Regions from separate parts of the Capsicum annuum genome. Here region 1 is linked to region 2. A link is a contact called in public Hi-C data. All regions are on one chromosome and are shown on one strand. Each heading gives the region's core, a stretch centred on a gene start, on an enhancer-like site or on the middle of the called end of the contact. The rest is flanking DNA. Distances are from core to core; before and after follow the strand shown. Region 1 holds the start of LOC107872945 (O-fucosyltransferase 29). Region 2 overlaps LOC107872947 (a long non-coding RNA gene).

Region 1 (6,065 bases), core at 2,814-5,313, 220 kb before region 2:
GGCAGAGCAGTTGTTGTCTCTTGCTAGGATGAGCATAACATTTCGGTAATCAAAGAACTGATATATGAAAATTATCACTTTATGACCCTTATAACTTAATCATCACAAGTCTGGACTTTGGAATACCATTTTGTGTATTATATGTCTTGCAAGAAATTAGCTGTCGGAGGTAACATGTTTAGCTTTGTTTATTAATGCCACTGGCTCATCCAAGTAACATATGTGATCAATATGTGGTGCTAAAATTCAATGTTTAGCCAATGGAACAGGCACAAGAAATTACCAAAGTACAAATGGTCGCAGTCCATGAAAAATCCTATGTTTCAGTTGTTTGTGGAACCAAATAACAAGAAACAAAAGCTACATACTTCTGGTATGGAGGAGCCAATTTTCTGCCTTACCTCTTCTCACTCAATTTCTTCAATCAGGCATACTCTACTTTTTCTACTTGTCAGTAGAGCATATGATTACGTTTTAGTTAACATCATAATGTAAGTTGTAAATAACCGATTCTCATGACCCAATTAAGATGTCTAAAGCATCGAAATTGAAAATTCTAAGCCCACACTTCCAGATTATGACCAGTCAAATAACATTGCCTAAACACAATACATGATATGAGTGAGAACATCATAAACAGTTAGGACAGTGAATATCTGAAAGAAACATCGGAAAAGCATTTACGTACAAGCAAAACGAGGGCCTCTCTCACTGCATCCATAATAAGAAGTTGAATACATCAACTTCCAAATATCAATTGGTGCATCTCCATCCTAAAATATATCAAGTAAAAGAACATGTGATGCTTCAAAATACCTGGATAGCAAAGCAAAAACTAATTTTTCAACTTCATAGCTGCTACTGTTGGAGGCAGAAACATTAGCTTTTCCTACAAACTTCTGATCAGATAGCAAGGAACTGTTAAAATCATTCATTAATGTGTCATCCGACAGAAGAAAATCATTCCATCACTCACCAGCAAACTGATAACATGAGATTCTGAATTCTAACCACTCCCAAAAGCAAAAGAAGAGTTGAAAGTGAATTTAAACTCTCCAACATAGTTCACATATACTTCACTCTTTTTTGAAATTCTTAAACACCAAATTTGGCACAAAAGAAAAAGAAAATTGGGAGTTCTTTCTACAAAGTACTTGGGGATGCCTTTGGGGCCAAGAACAAATCAAAAGAAATCTGGAATGAGGTTATAGAGAGGTGCGATAAAAATCTGTTGAGGTTGAAAACTCAGTACCTATCCTTAGGTGGTAGACTAATTATAACTCTGTGTTGGGTGCCGTTCCAAATTATATGATATTTGTCTTCCCATAACCTGGGGGTAGAAAAAAAGATTGATAGATTGAGAAGAGATTTCCTGTGGAAACGTAATAAGGAAAATAGAAGCATTAATCTTGTAAGATGGGATGTTCTGACTCTTAAGGAAGGATCAGGGTGTTTTGGGTGTAAAGGACATGAGGCTACAAAATAGAAGTCTTCAACAGAAATGGCTCTGGAGGTTCAACACAGAGGACAGGGAACTTCGGAGAATTCTCAGAAATTAGTTGCAGTGTTTGGAGACTATCAGAAATTAGTGGCAAATTTTTTTGGGGTAGTGTGGAGATCGTTGTGAAAGATGGAAGGAAGACTGAACTTTGGGATGATCACTGGATTGGTCAGAACAGTTTGAAGTATATTTTTCCTGTTCTTTAGTCAATACGTCTCAAACCCATGTTATGATAAACCAAATGGTGGAGCCAACAAGGTTGGACTCTAAAATTTAGAAGATCTCTCAATGATCTGGAAGTTGAGACCTTTTCCACAATGCTTCAGTTACTGGGATCTTATGGTGGTATCTCTGAAAGTTCAGATGGTCTCTGGTGGAAATTGAATAGCAAAGCACCTTGTCAGTAAAGTCTATCTATTGGAACCTGAATACAAAGAGGTCATGTGAATGTGACTGGCCTTGGAAACAAGTTTGGTAAGTGAGCATTACTGTGAAGGTTTCATAGTTTGTATCGCTGTGGTGATTAGGAAAACTTGGCTAACTCAAGAAAATCTACAAAGAAGAGGTCTTGGGATTTGCTCCAGATGTCTATTGACTGGACAGGATGGTGAAAGTAATGAGCATATGTTCTTACACTGCCAGATAACTATAAATTTGCGGCACGTGTTCTTTCGGATTTTGGATATAAACGTGTAATGCTTAGTTCTACTTTGGTGTTTCTAACCAGCTGGAAGAGTGTGGGGAAAAGAAGTGGTGACAAGGATTGGTGGCAGATCATCCCTGCTTGCATATGGCGGACAGAGTGGAGAGAGAGGAACTCAAGATATTTTGAAGACAGTAGCAGTTCTATCCAGATAATTTGGATAAAATCGTTTTAGTTTGTTCATTTTTGGTATAAAGAGAATAGGTGGGGGAAAGTAGGAAACTTGGTAGATCTAATTGGCAATTTTCATACCTTTTTGCGGTTTGTAAAGGTCTCAAGTTAGCATCTTTTTTGGATATTTATTTACTGATAGTATAATTGTTACCTTATTCAAGAAGAAAAGATGTCAAAACCAAAAAACTTGCTATTAAACAGATAAAATAGATACTAGATACTAAACTTACGAGTAGCCAAAATACAACAAAGATATCTATGAAAACTTCAGTTCGCACTTCTCACAGCTATACTCGAAAGAGACAGTAGAGCTCCCAGCCCCCCGCAATACACCAATTCATAATTTTAATCCGATGACGAGTAGAGAAGCAATGCATCTACTACTACTACTTTGTGACAGCAAGTGAAAGTTTTCTTTTTACAAGATAATGTGAGAAATTATTATAGATTTACATATGTTTGCGGTGTATTTCAATACTGCTTAACCTTCAGTGTGTAATCAAGTCAAGAACTTTGGGTGCGACCATGCCCTCTGCCTGAATATTACTCCATCCCAGTTGATGCACTTGTATCCTTTTTGGGGGTGTCTGAACATGTTTGACACTATCCCATTTATATACAACCTTCAAGAATTAAAATTCATTAAGCTATTCAAAATTTTAACTCAACGTGATGCTTTTCTCTGTCAAACTAAACTTTCAAATTTAATATTTTCTACACCTTAATATCCTTTTCCACTGTTACTAACATAATAAGCAACTCAAATTAACATCTTAAACACACTATGCTACCTTTTCCACTGTAACTTCCCCACGAGAATATCCTCTACAAAAATCAAGAGAAAGGCAAAACAGCAACAATAAATTTCCCACATTTTAAAGAAAACAGAAGAACGGTGTCTAGGAAAATTCAAACTTTAAAGAAAACAGAAGAAGGGTGTCTAGGAAAATTCAAACTTTATACTAAACATAGTAAAAACAAAGCTAATAGAGCATTTAGTTGCAAATTACCTGTTTGTAGAACCAAGCACCTCCGGCGAGTCGATGAGAGTACAATTCAAGATTGGACACAACATGACCAGTGAAAAGTGAAATCAAACCTAAGGCAAACAGCATTAACCCACAAACTTTGGTACATGAGATCCATCGCCTGGATGAACAACAGCTAATCAAGAGATGTTGCTGCTTCACACAGGTATACTTGCAAACTTTGGCTACACCCATATATACAAGACAGCTACTTAAATCTTGATTTTGCTGATACCCTTTTGCTCTCACAGTAACATACTATCATCAACCAACAACAGGAAATAGACAATTAATCAGTACAACATACAAAAACAAGTTGTTACAAGCAGTGCCCACCACTGTGCTGTCTGAATAAATGATGTTGGCCCTCCAAGATCATTAAAAACGACTGAATGGGTGCCAAAATAACAACACAAAATCGCTTCTTTTGGATTGTCGAATGCTCTAGCACACAAGTAGAAAAGTGGATTTCACAAATCTTGCCACACTCTGGAGCTTTCCCAATTGTTCTTATTTTGCAAACTAGCACAAATGCAGAAAAATAAAATTAGACGTTAAAATTTTTATAAATCCTGCATAAGCAATTGCTTCCTTTTAAAATAGTTGATAATATTTACTTAAAATATTTATTTGCCAATTATTTTTGAGAGGGAGAGTATGTAGCTTAGTTAAAATATTATACGAAAACTGATAATAAAACATTACGTAATATATTCAGAAAAAAAAAACTTAAATGTATATTTTCTATCAAAATTAAGAAAAAAAGAAGAATGACGGATTGAAATAAAATAAATAAAAAATATATATTAGGATAAAATCATAAAAAGCTTGTCAAATCAAAAATGTTTTATGAATTGATAACTGATTTTAACTTGAAAATATTTGGCTTATAAAGACTTTTTATATTTGTTTAAAAGATAAATAACATTTTAGTTAATTTGGCCGATATACAAGCTTCATCGAAAATAGTCTTTATTTTTTGTGAGAATGAAGATGTTCAACGAGAATGAAGATGCACGATGAAAGTCATTGATACAAATCATTGTATTTTAATTTTTTAACATTATCCATTTTCATCTCCTCCTGAGCCAGATTGGGGATTGAAGCGTAATGGGGCACCACTAACTTGGTATACAAAGTTCGGCTTACAAAAACAACGAAAAGTGGTCATCAAAGTTTGAACTCAAGACACTCATTTGCATAGTGTAAAAGGATAAAAAATATCCCTGAACTATCTGAAATGATTCAAAATATTCCTCATTAATTTTTTTGCTTAAAAATACCCCTCCATTAAATATTTCGCTAAAAAATGCCCTCTAACAGAATTTCACCAGGAAGATCACTTGAATAAAAAGATTCACCTTGATATTTTACATCATTATCCACATGTATAATTCTTTTTCTAAAATTCATCAACTCATAAGCTTAATAGATGGATCCGACCTGATTTAATAGCCAAAAGACTTAATCCAACAAGCAAGTGGAAAAGATATTTTTGATCAGCAACCTCATTTGACTTAAAATCTCCCCCAAAAAATTGTTGTATCTAGGATTTTATGAAAAATCGATGCATCTTGAAAAATAAATCTAGGGTTTGTTTTTAGTTCACTTGGCTAAAATTGATGTTTTCCTCTTTCTTTTAAAACGATACTTTTTCTTCTCGAATTCTTAAAAAAGCTTTCTTTGCTGCTAAAATTTGTAGTAATGTCGGAAAGTTCAATCAGTTTACTTGATACTCAGTTGAGAAGATGCTATTGTGGACTCAATACTCTAAATTTGATGGCGTGGATTAATTCGAATGTCGAAAGAAGATTCTATAAATGTCCAAGACCCAAAGTAAGACGCACAATTAATTTTTATTTTGATATTTATGTACTATCTTCTTTCTCAAAATGATTGATTTGCTTGGTAATATGTGTTGTGGTGCCTGAATTTGTAGGTTTATTCATGTGAATATTAAGAATGGCAAGACAAACAACAGCTACCACCAAGAACGGTAACTATAATATTGGAGTCAAAAGGTAAAATGGATAATATAAAAGTTGAAAAAAATAAATTGGCAAAAATAGTTGGTGAAATAAAAAGGGTGAAAGGAATGATTTGAGGAAGTTAATCTCCAAAAAACTACTGAGATTATCATTTTACAAGAGAAGGTTGAAGAAATGAACCTTATTTCAGCCCAAGAAGCTGGAAAAAATTATTTTAGAGAAGAAAATCAAGACGTTAAAAGTTTTTATTTGCACGTTATGTGCTTCGTTCTTTGTGTATAGTTTAGGAATCATGAAGTGAATCTACGTTCATATCTAAGTTAGAACTTACGTTAAAGTGAATCTATTTTGTTGGTTGTCATGAAAAGTATTTCTATTATTTTGTTAATGAAGTTTAAGTGTTTGTGACTTATGTTGTTAATGAAATTGATGTTGGTATTTTATTTTTCCTCCACAATTTTTTTAAAATTGTATTTTGAATAGAATGTATATCTCACTGATCATAAATTGCCTCAGTGCATTGTATATGTGTTGTCAAGTTCAACTTGAATATTTTATGGTCCAACTTGAATGTATTGAAGGTTGTGAGGTTTCTCAGCACTCGTAGCCATTACACTATTTATTTAGAAAAGTTTAAAGGAAATTTCAGTAAGCTTCTCTTTCAAATAAGC
Region 2 (5,865 bases), core at 2,217-4,716:
TAAACTTATTATCAAAAACCAAAAATTTTGCAATTTACTAATTATATTAGTCCCTGGCAACAGTGCCAAAAACTTGTTGCGGTTAATCGCATATGCAAGTGTACATGATCGTACAAGTAATCTAGTGTCTTAGACAGTCAGAAATAGTTCCTACGAGGACTAAGCAACTAGAAATTTTACCAACTTTCAATTTTAGACAATGAGGTATTAAGTGATGTAAAGTATCGAGATGATTTAGAAATTGTAAATAAAAATCTAAATTAATCAATAAGAAATAGCAAGTTGTGACTAGAGCAAAGAAAGCAACGGTTGCAAACAATAGTGATAAGGATTCCAGGGTTGAGGCAAATCGAACAATCATACAAATCTCTATTTTTATCACAATCTAATTAGTTATCGGGTTGTTGATTCGCAAGGTTTATACCACGATCTTGGTATAGCTACAACTCCCGCAAGGATACAACCATTCTTCTAGATTCATAAAGTTATCTTCTTGCTATTTAACCAAACAAGGCTTCTAGGTATATCACTATCTAGATGCTAATTCAAATCCTTTATTTCATAAAAGGATGAGAACCTTGCTCCTTAATTTCTTTGTTCAATCCAGCGATTCTCTTTCTGGATTCACATAGAAATATAGATTTATTTCAATGGTGGCCACTCATCAGAATAGTAAGCTTAAGAAGTTAAGAACAACCCAGATGATAATCTAAAAAAAAACTACAATAAAATATCAAAGAGTAATTATGTTCTTGGCCTCAACGTCAGAACAATGGTGTTTAGCCACTCATGTTTGAATTCAACATCCAATAAAGATAATTAATCATACCAAGAATTAATCTTGAAGTAAAGAAGTTCAAAAGAATGTCTAAAAATCCTAAAAGAGAGAATTTTCTGCTTTTTCGCCGCTGTTGTGCTTGCCAAAAAGTCCCCCAAATTATCTTGAATTTTTCCTTTTATAGCTAGGACAAAATACTAAAAATCTTCCCGATTTTGCCAAACGGTGCATTGCGCCATTCCATCAAATGCCATTTTCTGTCAAAATCTTGGTAATCGTGGAATTCCATTATTCAGTGAAATTGTGAAATTTATCCTTACCGTAACGCATCACTATTGCGGTGAGCCACTGGTTTTTGACAATTGTGAAATCTCCTTCCCCTGAAAAGCTCTAAGCTTTTAGGTCTCAAAAATTGGCAACTCAGCTTGTACCGAGATGCGGTAAAATCACGCCAAGTCACTGGAAAGTGACTACTATGATTTCCTTCATCACCGCGATGCGCCACAATCATGGACCAACACTAGATTTTTCAAAATGTGAAATTGAGCCTCTCCACGACGCTCCATAATTGCAATACTCCACTGGAATTTGACCAACACCATTTTGTTGGTCGGCGCGACATAGAGACTATGCAAATATGAATTTTTGACTTCTAGTTTGCCTTTCTGGGCTATGTTCCCATGTCTTTTATTCCTTCCACCATTTCATATCATCAATGTATCCAATTGCGTTCAATTCATCAAGATTTGAGCCCTAAAAACACTAATCATATCCATTAGGTACGGAATAGAATTAAAGTCGAATTATACTCAAGAATTCACATCAAAGTTCTCAAAACAAAGTCCAAATTTGGGTGCATATTGGTGTTTTGAACATATAAATATTCCCAAGATCAAATGTTCTGATTGTTGTAGAAGTATGAAGTATTCCATAATTTTGATTCTTAGAGTAAGGATTTCTTTGAGGAAAAGCATGGCTTTAAGTGTGGGGTGATGATCTGAGGTGAATTTATGCGCCTCGGTGTTGTTATCCGGGCTTATTTAATCTTGTTGTGAGGACTTTTCTTGTGTGAAATAAGTAATTAAAGGTATGAATGAGTATCTAAGTGTAAATTCATATAGTTGCAATGTTAAATATGTATTCATAGTGATTTTGGAGTCAAAACAATGAGTTAAAGATCAAAAATGCAAAACTAATACAATTAGCTTGAGCTATGTCGTTACTAGTTCATCGCCTTGAATTGTATCTTATTTTAAGCTCTAATTTGTGGTGTTTGATAATATAGGATGCTTGGTGAGATAATAATGATGATAAATGATGGTTAAATAAGATGTAAATTAAGTGAAAAAAACATCACAAAGCTTGGACTTGAAGGACGAGAGCATGGGACATAGCTTGGCAAAGTTTGGGCATTTTGAAGTCCTCGGCGTGCCATGCCGCCTAGGTGCTGCGATAAGGCTGTGGAACGCCCTTGGAAACATTGTCAATAATAATTTCCACTGTACCTCCACATTTTTTGGCTTTCCACACTTCCTAGATGCCGCAATATTGGTGTGGCACGCCCTTAAGTCAAAATCGACAATTGTGGTCCAAGTATAAATAGGACACTTAGTCATTATGTTCACTTGGACGACCTTGGGACTTTGAGGGAGGATGGAGAACACTTAAATTATGGTTTTTTTTTCCATTACTTTGTTTTGTTTATGTATTTTAATACGTATTCATTCATTATGATTATGATTACGCCCATGATTGGCTAAACCCCCTTTTTCGGGGTTAAGGCAAAGAATATGAGTGCTATTGTTTCGAATTGATTTGGTTATGATTGTTTAGCATTGTTGGTTGTTTGTTTATCCTTATTAACACTCTTTTAAGGATTCATAACCCTTAGAATATATGCTATAACTCTATTGTAAACCCGGAAGGATGAATGATAGAGTAGAACGTGTTATCAAAAGAATAGGATCGTAAACTTCATAGAATGATGTAGGGATTTGCACTTAGCATAGGAATACACTTAAGTGCCCTATTTGGTTCATGTATGGGATGAATACAAAAGCGTTTTAACTTAGTTCTCACATCCCCGCTCAATGATGTAGTTGTGGGGCTAAGTTATAGTATAGACCCCGTGAACCAATAACCAATAAAATTCTATAAAGTAGTATGATTGTTCTCAGAGCCTTAACGCTTTGCACTGAATTAGTCTTTGATAGTTATTAACACAAGTCTCTGAGGGATCGATACTTGGCTTGTAAAATAACATTATATTACTTGGTGAGAACACGTAAAGGCGCAACATGTTCCAACCTTATACGAACAATATTTTAGGAGGTAGTAAAGTATCCATCCTATAAGTCGAGCAGGGGAGACAAATCAAATGCAAATACAACTAAATGTTTGATTCATTCCAACATTATGTTATAAGTAGAAGCAAAGAAAAGACCAGTTAGAGATCAGGTGGTTCAAGCATCCACACGTGGTTCCATCCAAAAATGTATTACACTATAAGCTAATGTTATATACACGTAGAAAGTGTGAAAATCAGTTAGTATTGGATACTAGAAAAATCACTGTCACGACTGAAATGATTTCTGTTTTTTAATGCGAGAGAGATGATCAACGGCGATCCAGGGAAAACTCAGCATTTTCTCGTGTATCTTCCTCTAGCAGCTCACATTTTGATTCTGCACTATACGTAATCCGGTACCAACATGATGTTTTTGCCTCATATAGGGTTTGCTTATCATGGTCAGAAAGATCAGCAATTTTAGGTCCTAAATTCTCAAAGTAAGACCTGAATTCTCTCCAAATATTCTCATAAGCAAGCAGTATTTTCTGCTTCAACTTGTTCTATTTATTGCCCTTGGGCAATGACCAAAAGTTCCCTGTTACAATCTCTACCTCTGCCACTGAATGTAAGTGCTGAATTTCCCTCATCATCAAATCGTATCTTTTTTTATACCTCAGGGCCTCCCTGAAAGATTCTGCTCCTAATATAAATAGGTCTGTATCTCATTGTATTACTCTAGATGGTAACTCAGCTGTAATCACGTCCTTAATCTGATCATATAACTTTCCCAAAATGTTTGTTGAAAGATAGGTTTTGACCCCCTTTTTCTCCATATAATGGGGATAGCTCTTTGGTTTCAGAATTTTTGGAAAGGCTGCATAATCTTCTGTCTTGCTGCAATCCAGTGCCTTAGAAATGGAATCTGTTAACTTTATAGATGTGGAATTTTTAGCACCATACTGGTGTGCCTGCATAAGATGAGCATTGCTCATTGATCCCAAGTTATCTTCGATGATGTATCTCAAAAAGAAATCAATTAAGTCCTACATAGTATGCCAGCAAAGAACAACTTATATCAGCGTCTATGGCATACACAAAAAAAAGATGGACATAATGAAAAAATACCATAGCTACCTTGTCTTCGACTTTTCCATGAAACTCATCAATTTTCGTTGAATCATAAATCATCGGCTCAACAGCTTCTACAGGAATGAGATTTTCATTCCAAGTAACAAAATATAGATCGCCATCTAGATCACTACCAGATGTCTCATCTGCATGGGGTCTGTTCCCCTTCTGTGGAAAGACCAAACAGTCCTTCCTATGGGATAACCTTTCAACATGTACAGCAGTAAGAATACGAATATCCCCTGGATGATGAAAGAGGTTTTTGCAATTACTACCTTTCCTTGTATTATTTCAAAGTTTATGTCATGTATCTCAGGATATGAAGCAGAAGATGATACTCTAATACAGCATTGCCCATCTTCCAGTATGCCTAATTCATCCAAGCATCCCATTAATAAGCGCCCATCTGGAACATAGATGCGTGCTTTGTTCTTGAGGCCTTAAAGGCCAAAGAACTTACTACAATATATCATTCTTTCCAAAAATGGTTCACTTTCTAGTTTAAAACCTGCAGCTACCATTGTCGCAATTGCATTTATTGTTTCGGCAGACGATCTTCTTATGTCAATTGCAAGTTTTGCATCAAAAGCTGCTAACATAGCTTCCTGTAAGTTCATAAAAACATCATCCTTTATATCCAATGAAGACAAGAATTATTATCTATCTATTCAAGAAACACGGTAGGTATTTACTCCAAGAGCAAATTTCCAGAATACTATGTTCAGACTTAAATTTCAGCATACTCTTCCTTAAAAAAAGATGAAACCCATCATCTCTATCTTCTGGCCAGCATGTTACAACCCCCTTATAACCACCAAATCGAATTTGATAAGAACATGGCGCGTTATGAACACTTAGTTGCAGCTTCTTCGCAACCTTTGCAGCTAAAGAGGCGGAAATTTTCCCAATTCCATCAGAAAATACGTAGTTATTCCTTATGATCTCAGGAAGATTTGAAACCTGAGATGAAGGAACTTTAATCGTTTCATAAGTGGACGAAAAACAAAGGCCCATCCTAGCTAAGCATTTGGCTATCCCCCATCCAGTTTCTGATTTCTGACAGTAAGGTTTTGAATGTAAACCATGCTGAGTGGTCCTTTAATTAAGAATTTGAGAATGCCAGAAAAACAAAATGCTCGGTTCCGAGAGTAAAACCATTATTCAGAATATTCTCAATCCTTCGATATATTGAGGTGCGTTGGAGTTGTGCTTTCATCCTCTTCGGAGCAGTGTAGAAGTTCAGCATCCTTCTATTGAGTATGGTCGTTCCTTCATCTGTGAAGGAAACTCTGATAAACGAATCTGCACCAAACTCCCTTAAAATTCTATTCGACAACTCTAACCCAGAAGGCATATAATAGCCTCTAGCTGGTGTAATAGCCAACTTCTTTATTTCTACACAATCATCAAACCTTTTCTTGTTTAACTGGTGTGCTTCATCAATCTTTTGTGCAATAGTAAGGTGAATTTGCGAACGAGCATCACTAATCTGACAATTGAAATACAGGCTTCACAGTGAAGAAATAATATCCTTCCTTTTAATTGTGTAAAGACTATAAAGGAATACCTCAGGTAGAGGCCGATAAATGTTTGCTTTGTGCAAGAATGCATTCAGCCAAAAGAGGTTATTCATTCTGAGTCTATCGACCTCCATATACTAAAAAGGGTA

What was found. A called contact is a pair of places that touch in the nucleus more often than the background predicts.
Region 1: a Hi-C map of leaf shows a contact between it and region 2, with 4 times the contacts expected there. The contact joins the promoter of LOC107872945 here to the enhancer-like site in region 2. A contact is called at or near these places in 2 of 5 Hi-C or Micro-C datasets (leaf and placenta).

What each region holds. Positions count from the first base shown.
Region 1 is chr6:178,412,521-178,418,585 of UCD10Xv1.1, reverse strand. LOC107872945 (O-fucosyltransferase 29) reads right to left here and starts at 4,063. Exons shown (of 9, transcript XM_016719631.2): 1 at 3,389-4,063; 2 at 689-773. The coding sequence starts at 3,601.
Region 2 is chr6:178,193,707-178,199,571 of UCD10Xv1.1, reverse strand. It overlaps LOC107872947 (a long non-coding RNA gene), which reads right to left. Exons shown (of 3, transcript XR_001675045.2): 2 at 4,203-5,865; 3 at 3,157-4,111. Among protein-coding and RNA genes, the nearest start is that of LOC124899779, 3.6 kb to the left of the region's middle. Within about 2 kb of position 3,466, at least 1 of the 5 cell types and tissues checked has an H3K27ac peak or open chromatin away from gene starts, as enhancers often do. A contact at or near this core is called in leaf, where this site is marked.